Regions from separate parts of the Mus musculus genome. Here region 2 is linked to region 1. A link is a contact called in public Hi-C data. All regions are on one chromosome and are shown on one strand. Each heading gives the region's core, a stretch centred on a gene start, on an enhancer-like site or on the middle of the called end of the contact. The rest is flanking DNA. Distances are from core to core; before and after follow the strand shown. Region 1 has its middle 28 kb from the start of Gm34858. Region 2 has its middle 43 kb from the start of Mir6420.

The links. Hi-C and Micro-C count contacts between places; a contact is called where the count stands out from the background.
Region 2: a contact with region 1 is called in a Hi-C map of uterus, with 3 times the contacts expected there. The contact joins two enhancer-like sites. A contact is called at or near these places in 5 of 39 promoter capture datasets (the C10 cell line, HPC-7-derived erythroid cells, hippocampal neurons and 1 more), 3 of 15 datasets of contacts at CTCF or cohesin (embryonic stem cells, pro-B cells and stem cell-derived epiblast-like cells), 12 of 484 Hi-C or Micro-C datasets (8-cell embryo, CD4 single positive thymocytes, the G1E-ER4 cell line and 9 more) and 1 of 115 datasets of contacts at active chromatin or transcription factors (embryonic stem cells).

What each region holds. Positions count from the first base shown.
Region 1 is chr17:64,239,534-64,244,239 of GRCm38.p6, forward strand. No RefSeq gene overlaps it. Among named protein-coding and RNA genes, the nearest start is that of Gm34858, 28 kb to the right of the region's middle. Within about 2 kb of position 2,553, at least 44 of the 459 cell types and tissues checked have an H3K27ac peak or open chromatin away from gene starts, as enhancers often do. A contact at or near this core is called in nephron progenitors and uterus, where this site is marked.
Region 2 is chr17:64,394,964-64,399,669 of GRCm38.p6, forward strand. No RefSeq gene overlaps it. Among named protein-coding and RNA genes, the nearest start is that of Mir6420, 43 kb to the right of the region's middle. Within about 2 kb of position 2,453, at least 20 of the 459 cell types and tissues checked have an H3K27ac peak or open chromatin away from gene starts, as enhancers often do. A contact at or near this core is called in nephron progenitors and uterus, where this site is marked.

The sequences.
Region 1 (4,706 bases), core at 1,303-3,802:
CTGAGGGACAGTATGCACTGAGGGACAGTAAGCACTGAGGGACAGTATGCACTGAGGGACAGTATACACTGAGGGACAGTATGCACTGGGGGACAGTATGCACTGGGGGACAGTATACACTGGGGGACAGTATACACTGGGGGACAGTATGCACTGAGGGACAGTGTGCACTGAGGGACAGTATGCACTGAGGGACAGTATACACTGAGGGACAGTATGCACTGAGGGACAGTATGCACTGAGGGACAGTATGCACTGAGGGACAGTATGCACTGAGGGACAGTATACACTGAGGGGCAGTATACACTGAGGGACAGTATGCACTGAGGGACAGTATACACTGAGGGACAGTATGCACTGAGGGACAGTATGCACTGAGGGACAGTATGCACTGAGGGACAGTATACACTGAGGGACAGAATATACTGAGGGACAGTATGCACTGAGGGACAGAATATACTGAGGGACAGTATGCACTGAGGGACAGAATATACTGAGGGACAGTATGCACTGAGGGACAGTATGCACTGAGGGACAGTAAGCACTGAGGGACAGTATGCACTGAGGGACAGTATACACTGAGGGACAGTATGCACTGGGGGACAGTATGCACTGGGGGACAGTATACACTGGGGGACAGTATACACTGGGGGACAGTATGCACTGAGGGACAGTGTGCACTGAGGGACAGTATGCACTGAGGGACAGAATATACTGAGGGACAGTATGCACTGAGGGACAGAATATACTGAGGGACAGTATGCACTGAGGGACAGAATATACTGAGGGACAGTATGCACTGAGGGACAGTATGCACTGAGGGACAGTAAGCACTGAGGGACAGTATGCACTGAGGGACAGTATACACTGAGGGACAGTATGCACTGGGGGACAGTATGCACTGGGGGACAGTATACACTGGGGGACAGTATACACTGGGGGACAGTATGCACTGAGGGACAGTGTGCACTGAGGGACAGTATGCACTGAGGGACAGTATACACTGAGGGACAGTATGCACTGAGGGACAGTATGCACTGAGGGACAGTATGCACTGAGGGACAGTATGCACTGAGGGACAGTATACACTGAGGGGCAGTATACACTGAGGGACAGTATGCACTGAGGGACAGTATACACTGAGGGACAGTATGCACTGAGGGACAGTATGCACTGAGGGACAGTATGCACTGAGGGACAGTATACACTGAGGGACAGTATACACTGAGGGACAGTATACACTGAGGGACAGTATGCACTGAGGGACAGTATGCACTGAGGGACAGTATACACTGAGGGACAGTATACACTGAGGGACAGTATACACTGAGGGACAGTATGCACTGAGGGACAGTATGCACTGAGGGACAGTATACACTGAGGGACAGTATACACTGAGGGACAGTAAGCACTGAGGGACAGTAAGCACTGAGGGACAGTAAGCACTGAGGGACAGTAAGCACTGAGGGGCAGTATAGACTGAGGGACAGTATGCACTGAGGGACAGTGTGCACTGAGGGACAGTCTGTCCGTTACTTCTCTGTTACTGTGATAAAACATTATGATCCAGACACCTTACAGTAGGCAAGGCAGCTGCATCAGCAAGCTCAAAGCTCAAAGCCTGAATCCTAAGCAGGAAGTACTGGAAGTACAGAGACTTTTTACTCTCAAAGCCTGCCCTGCTGATGATACACTTCCTCCGGGAAGGCTGCACCACCTACATCTCCAAATAGTTTGCAGCATGGGTACTAATTATTCAGATACCAAGACTAAGGTAGATGTTCCTCATCCCACCCACTTAGGGGGCCCTGAGGGCCTGTATCTTTCCCGATTAAGCAAATCCTAGATTATCTGCATTGAGAATTCCAACTTCATTTGTGTATAGGTAGGTTCCAGGATACCCACACCCCCTCCCACTCCCACCTTGAGGATTAAAACCATGACTTTGCACGTGCTAACAGGCACTCTTCCCTGAGCTACATCCCAAGATCTCCAGACCGACTTTTAACACACACACACACACACACACACACACACACACACACACACACACACATAAAGTCTACTGTTGTATATCATGTCGAATCCATAAAGCAATGTGACCCCACTCTGATGTTATTTGCAGATATCAAAGAACACAATGTTCTGGAATGACCAGTTACATGCGTCACTGAATTCCAATAGAAACTTTTCTCTTGAAAACAGAATGTGATGTCTAATGTAACACACAGCCATCCCAGACATGGAACAGTGTTGCCTGAAACACTTGAGTCCATTCATACCAGCACTGTTGGTGTGACTAAGTAACTGATGTCCTTACTAGAAAGATAGAGAGAACTCCGTACACGGCACACAGCATCGGAGACTTTCCCTGTCATTCAGCGGGATTTGACATGGATGTCCAACACATTGTCACCATGGAAATGTTTGGTCCCCACCATGACTAGGGGCTTATTCCCAGGACCTAGGGAGTGCTGTCCAGGCCTGCTGGCGTTCCTGTGTGCTGAGTGTGCGCCTTCTCTCTTCTCTGTGAGATCCATTTATGGATAATTCCCAGCTTCTGTTTATGCATTTGGCCAACATTCACTTTGTGACAGAATCATTGCTCGATGCTGGGAACACTCCATGCTCCATCATCCTGACGGGTGGCATATGCTTTTGGCTCGGGTCTCTGTTGATCCTCTTAAAAGCATAGAATTCTGAGTATGGTTCAAACTAATTTATGCCTCTGTAAATGTCTTGCTTTGAGAAGCTGCTTGTTTTTTTAAACAATTAAAGGTGGAGCAAATGTAATCGATCTTTAGAGGAAAGAAGTCCCTGGGCTAATGAAAATCAAACGGATAATGTGAATGTGGAAATGACTTCCAGAAACGCTTATGGTACTTTATCATAATATTAGTCACAGACCTCAGAGGACATTAAGAAAATGTTACACACATATTAGAGCACAGGGAGGCTTTTCTCAGCTGTGTAACTTCAGATGCAGATGAGCTGCCATTTCTCTTAGATTTATTTAATGGCTCCACTGCTCAGTGTCCTTCTTAATGGTGCTGCTGAGTTTGACAAGGTAACCAGAGACAGTCCTCGGGCCTAGATCTCAGCAACAGGCCAAAGGCCAGGCTGAAGTCATTTTTCATCTTGCTTGGAATTTTCTCCAGCAGGGATCCAAATCGTTCGCTCGGCATTGCCTCCTCTCTCTCCTGTATGGCCAACCCGTGTCTTGAGCAAATGACTCCTTTTCAATGCTCAGGGCTCTTCCAAATTCAAATCTAAGAGTCCCTCCACCTTCTTCTCACAGCTGGATTTCTCACACTTGAAGCCTTCGGTTCTTTGCCTCTCAATCGGTCCCTCAGGCCCAAAGCAGCCTGTGATGAGGCTCCACGGCTCCACATGCCCCTCGTTTTTAAATCTAATGCCTGTTTCCACACCTCTGTCTCCCCTGAAGTCCCAGCAACATTTGCTGCCGTTGCCTTCTCCCTTGTACTTCCGATTCTACCAGGACGGTGCAGAATCGAGCAGAGGAAGTGGTTTCCTGAGACACAGTGTGAGAGGGTAAAGGTGAGAGGCACCACGGAGGTAGGAGCCAGGGCGGAGGATGGACTCCGGATTCAGGGTGGAGGATGGACTCCGGAGCCAGGGCAGAGGACAGATTCAAAGGCATAAAGCAGCTTGCTCACAATTCTGCCCAGAATGAGGCCAAGGCTGCTTGCTGCAGGAAGGACGGGACTAGATTTGAAGCTCCTTGCTGGCCCCGACCTGTCTCAAATTCCTCTATCCGTCAGAACAGCTTCCAGGCAACAGATGAAAATGCACACACTGTGCAGCTTTCTAGATTTCTGAAAAAAAAAATATCTCTGGCATAATCTGCTAACTCAGAAGCAAGCTATGTTGGACTGAGGGGTCAACACCAGGTATCTTCTGCTCTCATTTTCCTTTTGGAACAAGGTCTCTTCACAGGACCTGGAGCCTGAAGCTCACTGATGCGCTAGAGAAGTGACTCACAACCTTCCTAATGCCGTGACCCTTTGATACAGTGTGGTGACCCGCAACCAAAAAAATTATTTCTGCTGCTCCTTCATAGCTGTAATTGGCTGTTGTTATAAATCGTAATGTGAATTTTTTGGAGGTTTGCCAAAGGGGTGGCAACCCACAGGTTGAGAACCACTTCTGTAGACGGACTAGCAGAGGTGATACTTCTGTCTCTGCTCTGCTGGGATTGCAGGCATGAGCTACCAAGCCCGACTTTTTATGTGGGTTCAAGACATCCAACCAAGCTTGGGTCCTTTTGCTTGTGGAGCAAGAACTTCACTGGGTAGACTCTGAGCTGTCTTCTAGTCCCACAAGTGACTGAACCAGTGGGATGAGGCAGGCTAGCTAGCGTTTGTGTTTTCCCTTCCCTTCATCTGGGAAGGAGATCTAAGATCTCCTCACCACCACACCACTGGAATTGTATGTAAGTGATCAGAACCTCTGGTGTAAAGGGGTACCCTTGCCTTGCCCTTGCCTTGTCTTTGTGGGTTTTTTTGTACTGGGATATGGGAGCCATAGCTTCAGTGGTACCCTCAGAGCAAAGCCATGGATGTACTTGCTTCATAGTGGTCTGTTTTTATTTACTGGACAGCGCCTCTGGCATGTGGACAGACAAGAAGGATGAGGCCACAGACAATGCTCTGTAGTCTCCAGCCTGCTTTCTCCTTGGCACTGTA
Region 2 (4,706 bases), core at 1,203-3,702, 160 kb after region 1:
GATGCCCACCCTAACTGAGCAGTGGTTCATAGAGAGGTATAGACTTTGGCTCTGGTTAGTGTTTTGGTGACTTTAAAAATAGTTTTCATATATTCAACAATATTGTGCAATCACATAACAAAAACTCTCAGAATAATATTAAGTAAAAAGCAAATTGTGAGTTGTAAATCATATAAGTCACAAAGTTTACTTTTGATTTTATGTGACATGAAAACATCTGACTGGGAGTATCTCTGTGAACATCATGATGTGGGCTGAATATTACTGTGCCCTGCATTGTGTGTTGAAGATTTAGCTTCTGATAAAATGATGCTATCCAGAGGTGGGACTTTAGCTGATGACTAGGGTTAGTCGATGAAGTCATGGAAGTGGGGTCTTCATGGTGGGATTAATGTTCATAAGAAGGTTCATAGAGAGGGCTTCTGTGTGTGTCTCTCTGTCTCTCTCTGTCTTTTCACTGTCTTTACCTGATTCTCTCCCTTCACTTTCTCTGTCTTCTCTCTGTCTCTCTGTCTCTGCCTCTGTCTCTGACTTTCTCTCTGTCTCTGTCTCTGTCTCTGTCTCTCTCTCTCTCTCTCTCTCTCTCTCTCTCTCTCTCTCTCTCTCTCTCTCTGCCTCCATCTGGGTCTGGGTCTGCCTCTCCCCTTCCATCCATCTCCTCACACATGCACGCTCGCTCTGGCTTGATTTGGGGAATCCTGGTTCTAGAACTGTGGAAGGCATCTCCAATTAGTCCCTCAGTCTGTGGTATGATGTTTCAGCTACCTAAACAAACCAATAAAACAATGTTTACTCTTTTGTTATTTAAGCCTGGTCTCTAAATATTCTCTGACAGACATATTGCATTCAGAACGTGAGAATGTACAGTGAGCATAGTTGAGGACGTTCGACTATGATATCAGAAAAACTACAGTATATGGATGATTCTGTGAGAAAGCCACCATTCGTTAAAGCAGTCATGTAAATCTTGCCTATGGTTACCTCAATGGATTATTAATTTTCTCTATACACTATTTGACCCATGGTTAAATTTAACAAGATAGAGTGAATACTTCATAGTGTGGAATGTCTAAGGTTGATAAGGCTTCTGAAGATGATACTGACAAGCAGGTTTGCTTGTCCCTACCTGACTGTAATTACTATTGGAAAACATGGACCATCTTATTATATGTCCAGTTATAGTGAATAATCAGCACTCTGCCTTAGAATTGCATGCATAATAATGAAGGCATTGTATTGCACTTTCTTGCCCAAGACGTTTTATAATTATCTATGTGTCCCCTTTCTGCTTTCAAATTTCTGAGAAAGAACTTTAAGCTTAAAGTAGCTTTTCTAAGGTTACAGTCCCGTCTAACTATACCAGAAGTGATGTTCTATGTCATGACAGTACGTGATGATTAACATATACATGTGCGTGCGTGTACAAATATCCACACGCCTCTTGTCACCTTAAGTCTCCTGGGCTCAACATTCCCAGGGGCGTGTTGGTGACATGAAGAATAGAGAGGAGGGCTTCATGTTTCATGGTGGGATTGGGAAATGCGGGGCTGTCACCTGCAGGCTGAGAAGCATGCGCCGCAGAGTGTCTCTCTCTTCAGAGACAGAAAGTCACAGGGTCTACGGAACATTCAAAATGCCTGACCCTCTGATGTCTGTTTATCACCCAAACTACCCGATGTCTTCGGACACGCTCCTTACATTGGATATAGTATATAAGCATATATAATGATATACTTATAATCACAGGCCACCACCTTGCCAGAGTGGTGGAAGCCAGACAATTTGCATTCCCAGAATTCCTACACTAAGGTGCAGGTGCATGACTTCACTTCCTCTGACTACACTGTCCTTGGGAGACAGACTTAAGGGAGCACAGCAGGAGGCAATGCAACTAAGGATGTCAGTCTTTTGATGAGCCAGGTTTACTATCTCTTGATGAGTTCCTTTCCTGGGGGACAGAGTGATAATGTTTCTGCCACCCAGTCTCAAATCGTTTCCTACCACAAACTAGCACCCACAGTGTCTGCTAGAGGAGCCAACTGCTCAGGTTTACAGATAATAGTTACTATTAGTTCTGTTCCCCTTCGGATTTTCAAAAAAGAAGAGAGAGAGAGAGAGAGAGAGAGAGAGAGAGAGAGAGAGAGAGAGGAGCAGGAGGAGGAGCAGGAGGAGGAGGAGGGAGAGAGAGGGAGGGAGGGGGAGAGAGAGGAGAGAGAGAGAAGGAGGGAGGGGGAAGAAGGGAGGGGGAGGGAGGGAGGGGGAGAGAGAGGAGAGAGAGAGAAGGAGGGAGGGGGAAGAAGGGAGGGGGAGGGAGGGAGGGGGAGAGAGAGGAGAGAGAGAAGGAGGGAGGGGGGAAGAAGGGAGGGGGAGGGAGGGAGAGGGAGAGAGAGAGAGAGAGAGAGAGAGAGAGAGGGAGAGAGGGAGGGAGTTTATTGTGAAATTCTGTAGTTACAATGTTACAATCAAGAAGTCTTACCAATCTACCAATGCGGTAAGAGCTCTTCCTCCTCAGAACAAAACAAAGCGTAACCTATGAAACCTCAGGGCCGCTCTTTCACCTGGGTGGCCACCCTCCTATTTAGAGACACTGAAGGGGGAAATGTCATGTGGACCAGTGCTGCTTGTTCACTTCCAGAGCTCCAGTGATGGAAAAGAAAAGAACTCTCCATACAAACAATGGCTCTGCTCTGAAGTTATCAGCAAAATTCATTCTTCCTGTTTCCTTAGTTTCACATAACTGGAGGATTCAGGCGGAACCCAGGAAGCAGCCGCTTTCCTTACTAACACGCGTTTGATCTTTGCAAATCCTTGACACTCACTTACTGGGTCCTTAACTACATCCTTCCCATGTGGAAACGTCCCGAACATCTACTTCATGCTGCGTGTGAGGCTGACTTTCACAAAAGCTCAGAAAGCAGCCGAAGCACCGCCTCACCATGAATACCAGCAAGGGAGTGTTTTTATGAGCTTTCTTGACAAGTGCCTGTTCAGGATGAGAGAAGGAAGGCCAAGATACATTTTCACTTTCAGGGATAATAGAGAAGCATCAGGCTCGAATGGCTGGAATTGGAACTTAAAGAGATTATGACTGCAATAATAACCATTGCGTCATATATCATGCTGTTTATATCCTCAAAGTAACTTTTATTTTTCACTTGATAGAATACTATGCCACCATAAACATTTATATGTTATGAAAGTTATTATTTTTTTTAGCTTAAATTTATTGGACAGTTAGTATATGCCAGCGCTAAGGCTTTGCATCCTGTACTCATTAATTACTCTTGACGGCAGGAGCCGATATTGTCAACTGTATTTAGAGATGAAGTGATTCCTAGGGAGGTTAATTAATTGTCCAAGGAAATACAACTACTAAATCACAGAGGTGGAACCTGATCCCAGGCTAAACATGAAAATCCCTTCAGTGAATTATGAAGGCCATGAGTCATCTTGCTAACAGTTTTATGTGAAGAGTCAAAGGAACAAAAAGGACGCTTATATAACGAAGCAGCTCTATGAAAACCGTGCATGCGTATGTGTGTGTGTGTGTGTATGTGTGCGTGTGTGCATGTGTGCAGACAAAAGCTTGAAAGGGAACAGTTCACATGCTTCTTGCTTTTGTGTCCAAGAAGACAACCAGGTGATTGGGAGGAAATCTGGAGGGAAGATGAGATGGGTGGATCGGGTGTGCATGTATGTACATGTACATGCAATCATTTTAAACAAGTTAGGAAACTTTAAGTGTATTCACTAAACACAGTGTCAGAATATTGGCTCTGTTCTCTACATCATCAGACAGTGGGGATCTCCCTGACCCAGTTGTAATAAATCTCTTTGTTTTTTTTTTGTAATAAAAAGAGAGATGTGGTAACAAATACAATAGAATAACAGAGTCCAGATTTCAGTCACCCCAGAAGTACAGAGCAAAGGCTGGGGAAATAGGAAGTTAGTCCTTCCTCCTTCGACTTCAGGGCTGGGTCCTCCTGCCTTCAGTGCTGGGTCCTCAGGCCTCCACGGGGCAGGTCTGACTGAGTCCTTAAGGGCATTGTAGAAACAGCATTAAAAGATCATGATCTGAAGTCATGGCAGGAAAGGCAACAGTTTACTCGGTCCAGGAAGGAAGCACCTGGAATCCTACAGATTATCTTCTTCCATGAGTTTCGAAATTAACAGGCTCTTTTGGAAGACGATTGCTTTGGGAATCTCCACTTGTGAGACACGCCAAACGTTAGTTGGTCATCAGTGCAGTGGCTGGCTCCTTTTTACTTTCCAAAGAGCAAACGGTGGGAAAAAGAAGTGCAAATGAAGGTTACATACAGGGAGCAAAGGGATGTTGGTTCTGGGAGGGGATTTCCCAGGACATGTCTGTGACGTGACCCATAAGGACATGCATATATGAGCAAGAGGGTAGAAAGCCATCTGTATGAGTACTTGAGTAAATATCTAGATGGATTTTTAAAAAAAAGTTCAAAGTAAGGTTTTTTTTTTTTTTCCTAGTGATACCTACTGATGCTACTCAAGACTGTTTAGTTTACCCCTCTTGAAAGTCAGGGTGACATGCTAGATTCTGCTGTCACTACAGACATATGATCTTTCATCTGGATAGCGCATCCTTTTTCAGAATGATAGCTTTGGGCTGGAGAGATAGCTCAGCAATTAAGAGTGCATCCTGCCCTTGCAGAGGACCAAAGTTCAGTTCCCAATAC